2 separate regions of the Xenopus laevis genome follow, and region 2 is linked to region 1. Evidence: chromatin contacts called from public Hi-C data. All regions are on one chromosome and are shown on one strand. Each heading gives the region's core, a stretch centred on a gene start, on an enhancer-like site or on the middle of the called end of the contact. The rest is flanking DNA. Distances are from core to core; before and after follow the strand shown. Region 1 holds the start of rnf224.S (RING finger protein 224). Region 2 has its middle 5.2 kb from the start of ddr2l.S.

Region 1 (5,322 bases), core at 1,365-3,864:
ACTGGGGAGCCTCTGGGAAGTCACTGTGCAGCAGCCTCTACCAAATCCTTCATTGTTCTTTTGCAGGGGCCACTGGGGCCCATAAAGTGGAGTCCAATCGGAACCCACCCTTTTTGCTTAGTGGGAACAGTCCGGCACCCTTGGCCCTGCCACATTGTTGCAGATCACAGACATTGCACTGGGTGACTGGATGCCAGGCAGGGAATAGGCTCTGTGTGTAGCCGAGTGTGTGTCACGCCTGTAATTATGTGACAGCTCATGTTACAGGACAGTGCGACTAGTGTGTCACACACAGGGAAGCTCCATGTGCATATTGCCTTACACTGCCTGGCCCCATACAATGGGCCCTGAAACTTAATACCACCCTCTCTGTTAACCCTTTTGTGCCCCTCACAGCCACTTATTGGACAGCACTGCAGAATATGTTGTTAATAACCATACAAGGTGCTGGTTAATTTGTGACTCTCAGAGATAAAAGGACATGGATCACACGAGTTGGGAAAAGCTCAGGACCCAGTTAGTGCTATTGAACAAGTAGGTTCAGGTTGCCATGTAGAACTGGGTGCAGTCTCCATGCCCAGAGCCATTCAAACATGAGACCTTAATTTACTGAAAGGCCCATGTTTCAACCAGCCCCTGTGGAATGAGGGTCTCTTTGGAAGATGGTGAAACATGGAGAACGTTAGCATGGATCCGTGCACCAATTATTGGGTACATAATGCAGGATGGGTGAAGATATGGGGGCTATTGCACCTTTAATCAGGAATGTTTATGTGCATAAAGTCTGTGTTACCTGCTTGATGCCACTGGAGGGCAGCACCATCCATCCATAACCAGCAGTGCTAACTGCCAGTAGGTTATCCGCCACATTAAGCAAAAAACTATCCGAATTCCCAGGTGTATGATCCTACTTCCTATTTTTGCACTAATCTCTCTGACATGAACAGTTGTACTTTAGCTGTAAATGGATTTGTATTGGGATATTTCATATTTCTGCTTTTTAATACACTTGTGTGCTCAGGGTCTGCAGGGAGGTTGAGTCCAGAAGTCATAATAAAAAGCATTTTTGTGCATTAAATGCAACAGCTCACGTGTTGGGGTCCTCCAAACATGTGCTTCCAGGCTGCTCTCTTTCCCATGGTCAGACAGGAACCTTCCTTTGAGTAAGTGAATCCAATCAGAGCTCTGATTCACTGTAATCCATGCTCCTGGGCTGCTCTCTTTCCAATGGTCAGGCAGAAACCTCCCCCTGGGTAAGTGAATCCAATGTCCCCCAGTACTTACCCAGGTACATAACTTTGATTCTCTGTACTGCTCCTGGGCTGCTCTCTTTTCCATGATCAGTCAAGGTGGATGCTTTCTGATTTCAGACTGCAAGCTCTTCACCTCCTGTATTGGCCAGTATGTAGTCTGTATGTATGATGGTGTGCAATTGTGTTGTATAGCGCTGTATAGCTGTGGCCACTAGAGGGAGCTCCATCAGACTCCTCTGCTTCTTCGAGGCCCAAAAGAATCTGTTGAGAGCACCGTGACTCTCTGACCCTAATATGGGTGTTTGTTTTCCCATCAGATAAGTACTTGAGCCTAACGAGCCATGCATATTAATTAGCAACGGTCCTGTTCAGCCAGGCAAATCCATTTAGCCTACAGTTGGAAGGACTTCAGCTAATTACTGACCGGCCAATCAGGTTCAGTGCAATGTGACCCGAAACGGCTCTGTTTAGTTTCCTCTGTTTTGGGAACAAACTGTGTGTTGGTCCCTGAACTGAACCCCCCCCCCTTTCCTTTATTGCAGTTCATGAGACTGCAGCCCTGATGCCAAGTACAGGGCAAGGCACCTATCCGTATGCCTGAGTAGTGACTGATGCATGGGATGCCCTCCCAGCAGAGGTGGCAGGCATGTTTCTGTGGTCCGATGCTGTTGGGCCTGAATCTGCTCTGAGTTAATTAGAACCTGTTGGGCCTGATTCCTTTGCAGTGATTGGGCAGGAGATGAGTGGATCAGGTCATGGCGGTGCCAAACTCAGAAAATGAATGGTCCCTGCCCAAGGGTTCCAGCTTTGTGTCCCAGATTTCCATGTGTCCCCTGCCCACACCTCAGGGGAGGATCTGCACCTTCAGTAATTTCCCTGTGCCCGTCTATCAGCGCTGTCGCTGTATTTGCGGCATTCTGCAGGCAGGAGGCTCTGGTTTTGGCACAGTAGGGCAATTAGGGGCATATTAAAGAACAAGAAAGGTGCAGCTACTTCTGAGAAGTTTAGCAAGTACATTTGTGTTGGCTGTCCTGGTTAGGGTTGCTTCTTTTCTGGAAATAAAATACCGGCCTTCCTATATTCTTGCCATTTTTTCCTATTAATAACATTTGCATCAAGCATACTTTTTACCGGCAAGGTGGCAACCCTAGTCCTAGTGCCACCGCTGGTACTCGTGTGCCCATACAGAGATTAGAGGCTGCATGCCCGGGGGGCTGTGCAGTAAAACTGCAGTGATTACCGGTGATGTTGCCCATAGCTTTGTTTTCTAATAGTTGAAATCTTATTGATAATATGGAGGTTATGTAATAAAAGACACTTAAGTTTGCCCAGGAGCAGTAACCCATAGCAACCATCAGCAGGCAGCATTCACTGGTCACCTGTTTAAAAGCATCCATCTTAGTCGTTGCTATGGGTTACTGCTCCTGGGCAAACGTAATACCTCAGTGTCGAACTGGAATGCCAGGGGCCCACCAGAAAACCTTAGACTGTGGGCCCACTTTCCAAACTATTTTTCTTCCTCTACTCACTCAATCTCTTAATTCTCCTAGTCTATTATATCTACTTACTATATTCTTTTTAAGCATTTTTTCCCTTAAAGAAAAAGGGAATGACCATGAAATAGGCCAAATGGTTAGAAGCAAAAGGGTACATTGACACCTGGGCCCACCAGGAGTTTTCCTGGGATCCCGTTGGGCCTGTCCAACACTGGTACCTTATATTACATATGGGGGTCGTATCCTATTGTTTGTGGAGTGTGTGCAGTACATGCAGTACCCTCACCTGCCAGGAGGAGACGCTATGTCTTAGGTTTACATTTAAAGGCTTTCTGCATGTAATTATACTGTGGTTGTGACTCACACCCCAATCTTGCTGCTATTCTCTGTCACATTAGAGGGTCAGGTTTTATATGTTTGTATATTTTATTAATGTCATTGGTTTGTCCTGCCTTTGCTAAGCTTTCTTATCTCTCCCACTCTCTCTGCTGAAGCTGCACATACACTGCCCGATAAAAGCTTTAGATACAGACTGCCTGGCTGATATTGCTCTGCCATAGTTAAAGTTGCAACCTTTTATGGAAAAAAATACCGGCCTTCCTATATTCTTGCCACTTTTTCCTATTAATAACATTGACATCAAGCATCATTTTTACCGGCCAGACCGGTAAAATACCGGCCAGGTGGCAACCCTAGCCATAGTTCCAGGGGCACCAATAAGCACTCTCCCCAACCCCCCCAATTGGCCTTCAGGCTGGGTCCCCTTAGCGCATTACAAGGTTACAGATATATAGAAACATTGGGATAACAGTCACCAGGAGTGCTTCGCTAATGAGGCGAGTTGAGGCTGTCGCCTCAGGCAGCAGCGCCCTACTAGGTACCAGGGGCGCCAAAAATGCTGCTCCTGGTACTTTAAGAGTGAATTTCCGGGGGAGGGGGGGCAGCAGCAACTGCTGCTGCCTCAGGCGGTGGAGGGGTCAGGATCGCCCCTGACAGTCACCCTGCCATAGCTCCAGAGGCACCCAGGGCACAAATAAGCACTCACCCCAAATCTCCCCTTAATTGGCCTTCAGGCTGGGCCCCCTTAGCTCATAACAAGGTTACAGATATATAGAAACAATGGGGTACCAGTCACCCTACTATAGTTCCAGGGGTCCCAAGGGCACAAAAAACTGCTTAGCCATTGCCCTAGCCAGTGACTATTTATTGGGCCTGGGGAGTGCATGTTTGGGCCTGTGGGTACTGGAAGTGCCAGGGCCTATATTGAGTGCCAGTGCGGAACTGCCTGATGCTGTGGAGGAAACAGTGTGGCTGAGTTGGCACCCAAGTGGGCAGTGTAAGGTGCTGTTGGTCGAAAGCATGGATCCCTCATGTTTTTGGCCATGTGGGTGACTTCTGCCCCATGGGTAAATATGACTAAATACTTATCTACTCAAGGTTGTTGCTGCAGTAGAACTTCCAGCACCACTAGCAAGAAAAGTGTTAAAGTTACAGGCTTTGGTGCCAGTTTTCCTTTACTACCCCCGGGCAGCTGTACTTACCCTTCTTGCCTAGAACCTCTGCCCCAGATGGACATAAGTGACTAGGGGCAGGCCCGGACTGGCAATCTGTGGGTTCTGGCAAATGCCAGAGGGGCTGCTGTAAGATGCCATAGACAGTCACTATTTAGTTGGCTGGTGGGGGCTGTATGGGCCTCTGTGTACTTCAAATTCCAGGGCCTATTTTGAATCCCAGTCCAGATTTGTTTGGGGGTAATGGTCTGCTCCCCCAGGGGCATGTAGAAATATCTCCCACCAGAACATGGTAGCTGACACTCTATTTTCCCCTGTGTGGAAGGGCCTAGTGAGTACTGCATTCCAGTCCCAGTGCAGAGGAATGTTCTCCCTATTGTAACACAGACTCCCTCATGCTCCTGTACAAAGCTACCATTCAGCTCCCACTAACAATAGCCCCATTGTCTGCCCCTCCTGCCCCTGCTTGGAGCTTATTGCTCTGCCTGCACATCCCATTGGAAGAAAAATATCTGCACTCAATAGATCACTTGTAATAGTAGCACTGAATGGCCTGAGCTGTGGGAACTTAACTTCCACTCCCCCCAACTATGGCTCCTGCCCACGCACCTGCCAATGGGCACCACCCGTGGGATTACCTATCAAATCCTCCCCTGTGGTTCATGCCCACTCACATGCCAACCTGAGAACTGGCACCACCTGTGGGATTATCTATCACTTAAGAAATTGTGGTTCATGCCCACTTGTAAGGGGATCAAAGGGTTGATGCTCTGCTGTCACCATGGAAACCACTCTTTACTCCAAGGATGGGAATCCACACCGATGATTATAAAAACGTAGAATATTTATTGGAACACTTCAGCAATATCCATTCAACTTTTGTACAGTCCAAGCACATTCACAATGTCAATCACTCCCTTTCTTGCAGAGCAGTTACTTCTTCCAATAGTGAACCCCTCACACAGAGTCACAGGAGACACAGGTACATCCCTTTCCAGGGTCACTCACCACTTCCCTGCTCAGCCGGGCTGACACCACACCAGTGCACCACTGACCTTTCAG
Region 2 (5,322 bases), core at 936-3,435, 68 kb before region 1:
CATCCCCAATTTGGCCAGTCTTTCCTCATAGCTTAGATTTTCCATACCTTTTACCAGCTTAGTTGCCCTTCTCTGTACCCTCTCTAATACAACAATGTCCTGTTTGAGTGATGGAGACCAAAACTGTACGGCATATTCTAGATGGGGCCTTACCACTGCTCTATAAAGTGGAGGAATGACCGCCTCCTCCCGTGACTCTATGCCCCTTTTAATACAGCTCAAGACCTTATTTGCCCTTGATGCTGCTGACTGGCATTGCTTGCTACAGCCAAGTTTATCATCTACAAGGTCTCCAAGGTCCTTTTCCATAATGGCTTTGCCTAGTGCAGTCCCATTAAGGGTATAAGTGGCTTGGATATTTTTACATCCCAGGTGCATGACTTTACATTTATCAACATTGAATCTCATTTGCCACTTAGCTGCCCAGATTGCCAGTTTGTCAAGATCGTGTTGCAAGGATGCCACATCCTGGATGGAATTTATTGGGCTGGATAGTTTTGTCTCATCTGCAAACACTGATACATAACTTCCAATATCAGATTAGATATGGAATTGTCCTTATAGTGGTCATCTGTGTATTTAGTGCTTCTCAACGAACCGCAGACCCGTACCCGATTCCAAGTAAAGGAGAGACTAGCCGGAGAGCACAAATTCTTGCTTTAAAAGGTTTTCATTTTATTTTGCAGAAAGTCCTGCACAACATGTTTCGGCTACAACGGCCATCATCAGGTGCATGAATTTGTGCTCTCCGACTATTCTCTCTATTACTTACAATACCCTCCCCTAAGTCATTAATAAACAAGGTAATTAAAAGTGGACCCAATACCGAGCCCTGAGGGACCCCACTAAGAACCTTACTCCAAGTAGAGAATGTACTACCCTCTGTACCCGATCCTGAAGCCAGTTTCCTATCCATGTACAAAGGGCTTCATTAAGCCCAACAGACCTTTGTGTAGAAAGCAGTCTGTTGTGGAGCACGGTATCAAACACTTTGGCAAAATCCAAATAGATCACATCTACTGCCCTCCCACTATCCAGCATCTTACTTACATTATCATATAAAGCAATGAAATTTGTATGACATGACCGCTATCCTTCATAAAGCCATGCTGATTGCTGCTCATAATGCCATTGACAAGGACAACATTTTGAATGTGATCCCTTAACAAGTCTTCAAATAATTTCCCCACCACCAATATCAAACTTACTGGCCTATAATTGCCAGGTTGATATCGTAATAAACTTCTTTCACATATGAGGTGATAGGGTGATATTCCTGCGGTCAGCACCAATTTATTTCTTCACATAGTTCATATAGTTACAAATGAAGCTTTCAGGAAAGAACGTTAGGGTCCTTCCGTATATGTTCGTTGTTCCGTATATGTTCATTGTTGCGTATATGTTCGTTGGCTTGTGCTACAATCCTGACATGCGCAAAGAGGGATTTTATCCCTGAACGACTAAAATTTTTAAATTCATCCGATCAATTTTGCCAACGATAATGTTGAGACGATCGTTCATCCGACGATCGTTCGTACACCATCAGCTATCCGATAGGTTATCGATATTATCGGAACGTTCTGGAATCGTTTGGAAGTAAAAAATCTGCCCGTCTATGGCCACCTTAAGTGCATCAGGGGGTACTGAAGTCTAGTCGTCTAGTCTAATGATAATTAATGTACTGCAGACTAAGTAGCCATGATTTAATTAAATATAATGGCAATAAATAGAGCAATGCAGACACAGACATACACTATATACTTATCCAGTCAGCATCACTATTAAGGGGAAATACAATTTATATACCTGCTGCTTCACCAGTAACAATCATTGGGGGTAGTTTCATGTGAGCTTATGAATGATATACCTGCAGAGGTCTCAATATGGCAGCCACCACAGGTATGACTACAAGACAAATATACAGGTAAGTGTTGTCTCCCTATACAGAGGAGCCATTGACAGGATAAATATTAATAGTGACTTCTAGAAAGGGAAACTAGAGAGGCATATACACGTAAATAGCATCACTTCAGTTTTATATTGTGGTTTGTTAGGCAACAGCAACAGTAAAGCCAATACAGGAAGCTGCTCCTGGGTTACTCTTGTAAGAGGCAATGAGAGTGACACCAGAACGAGTGATTACTTCCCTCTACAAGAAATGGGCTGTGCTTTAACTGGGACTCATTTACCAATAGCAGTGCTGTAACTGGCAGCAACCAGGCTGCAGAGTGAACAGTAGAGGGCACTATAATACCATTAATGTGAGGTGAGAAAAATTCCAGGGATGACTGGGATCTGATGCAAGAGATTTATTGGCAGATATTCCGCTCTGGAATTTCAGGCATCACTTGCCATTAACTTGCCTCTTACTGTTTGCATTCAAATAGCTTTAATGCAATTTCACTGTCCCCTTGCTCTCGCTGAAATACAACTCCCATGACAGTCTGATCAAGCATTCCCTCAGGGGCCCTGCAGGTGCTGGGGAGCCCTGGGCCCTTTCATCCTACATCTTGGTTGCACAGCACATCAGACACAAACCCAGACTATTTATTCAGACAAGCAGGTGACAAAGTGAAACCATTTCTGCCAAGGAGGCGCCCCATACAATGGGCTCCTTGTCAGATCTTTACTTTGGCCCTTGCACCTACAAGGGGGTCTTGTGTAACCAGTGAAAGAGAACTAAGGGCCAGTATTGAGCACACTTCCTAGCTTAAAGGAGAACTAAACCCTAAAAATTAATGTGGCTAAAAATGCCATATTTTATATACTGAACTTACTGCTTTAGCCTAAAGTTTCAGCTTCTCAATAGCAGCAATGAGCCAGGACTTTAAACTTGTCACAGGGGGTCACCATCTTGGAAAGTGTCTGTGACACTCACATGCTAGATGGGCTCTGAGCAGCTGTTGAAAAGCTAAGCTTAGGGGTCATCACAAATTATCAAGCAGAAAATGAGGTTGGTCTGTAATATAAGCTGATGCTACAGGGCTGATTATTCAATTCTGATTCTAATATCACTGGTTTCTGTGCTGCCATGTAGTAATCATCTGTATTAATTACAGCCTTATGTTGTGACAAGAAAAGAAGATGGGGAGCTACTGGGGCATCTTTGGAGGCAGGCCCGAACTGGCAATCTGTGGGTTCTGGCAAATGCCAGAGGGGCTGCTGTATGGTTCAATAGAAAGGTACCATGTAGTGGGTTGGTAGGGGCCTGTTTGGGCTGGTGGGGGGCTGTTTGGGCCTCTGTGTACTTGGAATGGCAGGGCCTATTTTGACTCCCAGTACAGGCCTGTTTGGAGGTACAGATCTTCCCTGCTAAAGGGCTGCGGTAGCTTTGGGCTGGTACAGAAGCCCAAAATATAATGTACAACATTTCTAGCCTACTTGTTTAGTTAGGCTTTAGTTCTCCTTTAAGGGGGAGCCATCCATATCCCACTCAGACACAGTTGTGCAACACTGGAGGTCCCAGTCCAATGCTTACCTTGGATATTGAGAAATATACCCCTGTGTGAAAGTTGGCCACCATTAATGGGAAAAGCAGGCTTGGTGAGATGGTTCGGCTCTACAGATCGTCCTGCTGTGGACCTGAGGGCACGGGAGGAATTCTGATCCCTGTACTTACATAGTAAATTCTTGCCTGGCATGTGGAGCAAAACCTGCTCCCTGCCTTGTGTCCATTCCCATGGAGGCCCCCCTGTGCCAATCACAGTGCTCTATACTCTCAAAGGGCTCCCCCCCTAAATCATCCATCAGTTATATGACAGGCTTAAAGTGGCCATACACGGGCCGATAAATGCTGCTGACAGACAGCAGCTTATTGGCTCATGTATGAGGCCCTCCGACGGACTTCCCCGATCGATATCTGGCTGAAAGTCAGGCAGATGTCGATCGGACGGGACTAAAAACCCAGTTGGATCACAGACCGCATCTATTTATTCATGCGGTCCCACAATTCGACCACCCATTTACACATCGTTATTATCAGATCGTTGGGCCCTAGGGCCCATGATTGGATCAGCCGATATCACCCACCTCAAGGTGGGCATATCGGGGAGAGATCCGCTCGTTTGGCCAAATGAGCAGCTCTCCGTGTATGGCCACCTTTAGGCTTTCTATTGTTTGCACAGGCAGCACTACAGCCTGGAGACACCTCAGCAGGATTAAAGTAGAAGAGCGGAAATGCCCATTGTATGTAAATCAGATCTGCCAAGAGGCAGGAAGAAACCAATACCTGATATTAATTATAAGGGGCACTACCAGCCAGGCAGCTACTTCTCTCCATAAATTGCAACCTATTGGTATAAATTATTGCAACTGCTCCATACACCAAAGGTGGCCATAGACGCACAGATAATATCGTACAAAACGACTTTTCATACGATATTTGTGCGTGTAGAGAGCCCTATTAGATCTGGCCATAAAAAGGCTCATAGAAGGTTGAGTTGCTGGCTTATTGGCCCCTGTATGGGGCCCCACAGACAGACCTGCCTTAATGATATCTGCCTGACAATTGAGCAGGTCTGATTTTCTTATTCAACAATAAGGCTGCCTTTATCCAAAGGAGTACAAAGTAGCCAACTCTGTATGATCTGATTATACTGGCCCCAGGGTCAGTGATCAGATCAGCTCAATTTGGTATACATGGATCCAAACAAGCAGATCTGGCAATGTATGGCTTTCTGAAAGGTGAAGTTCACCTTTCCACAAACTTTTGATGTTTAACCAGATGCACCCATTCAAAGCAATTTTTCATTTAGTCTTCTTTATTTATTTTGTATAGATCCAACTCCAAGATTTCCCCTGGTTGTGCTAATGGTAAAGTGCTGGTTATATAATGTGAATTTCCTCTAGTTTGGGTACTTGTTTTCAAGAAGGGAGGGGGTGTAAGTGAGATGACCCTTATTTGCATGGTGTAACCCCCAACCTTTTCCTTACTGATTTAACCCCCCCACACAAGAACCACACATATAATGCAGCATTTCACGGACCTGATAAGAAAGGACAATTCCCAGAGCAGAAAGTGAGATTTGGTTTCCAGTAACAAAGCCGGATATTAGGAGGGGGTGTAGTTATTGTACCCCCCACGAGGTCCAGGCAGTAGGGCAGTCAGAAGGAGTCTGTTCAGGAGGCTGATGTCCTGTACTGGGTCCCAGCAAAAAGTACTCAAGCATAGTTTTCATTGGTCCATACTGATCCATATGGACCAATGAAAACAATGCTTGAGGCAATTGTCTATATAGTCTATGAATTGTGCTTCCTGTTGCCCCAAGGCTCTGTGCTAATAATAGTGCTAATAACAGTGCTAATAATAGTGCTAATCATAAT

What was found. A called contact is a pair of places that touch in the nucleus more often than the background predicts.
Region 2: a contact with region 1 is called in a Hi-C map of the XL177 cell line, with 3 times the contacts expected there. The contact joins the enhancer-like site here to the promoter of rnf224.S in region 1. A contact is called at or near these places in 2 of 4 Hi-C or Micro-C datasets (the XL177 cell line and the XTC cell line).

Annotation. Positions count from the first base shown.
Region 1 is chr8S:26,728,975-26,734,296 of Xenopus_laevis_v10.1, reverse strand. rnf224.S (RING finger protein 224) reads right to left here and starts at 2,614. Exons shown (of 2, transcript XM_018232500.2): 1 at 1,285-2,614.
Region 2 is chr8S:26,796,319-26,801,640 of Xenopus_laevis_v10.1, reverse strand. No RefSeq gene overlaps it. Among protein-coding and RNA genes, the nearest start is that of ddr2l.S, 5.2 kb to the left of the region's middle. Within about 2 kb of position 2,185, at least 2 of the 7 cell types and tissues checked have an H3K27ac peak or open chromatin away from gene starts, as enhancers often do.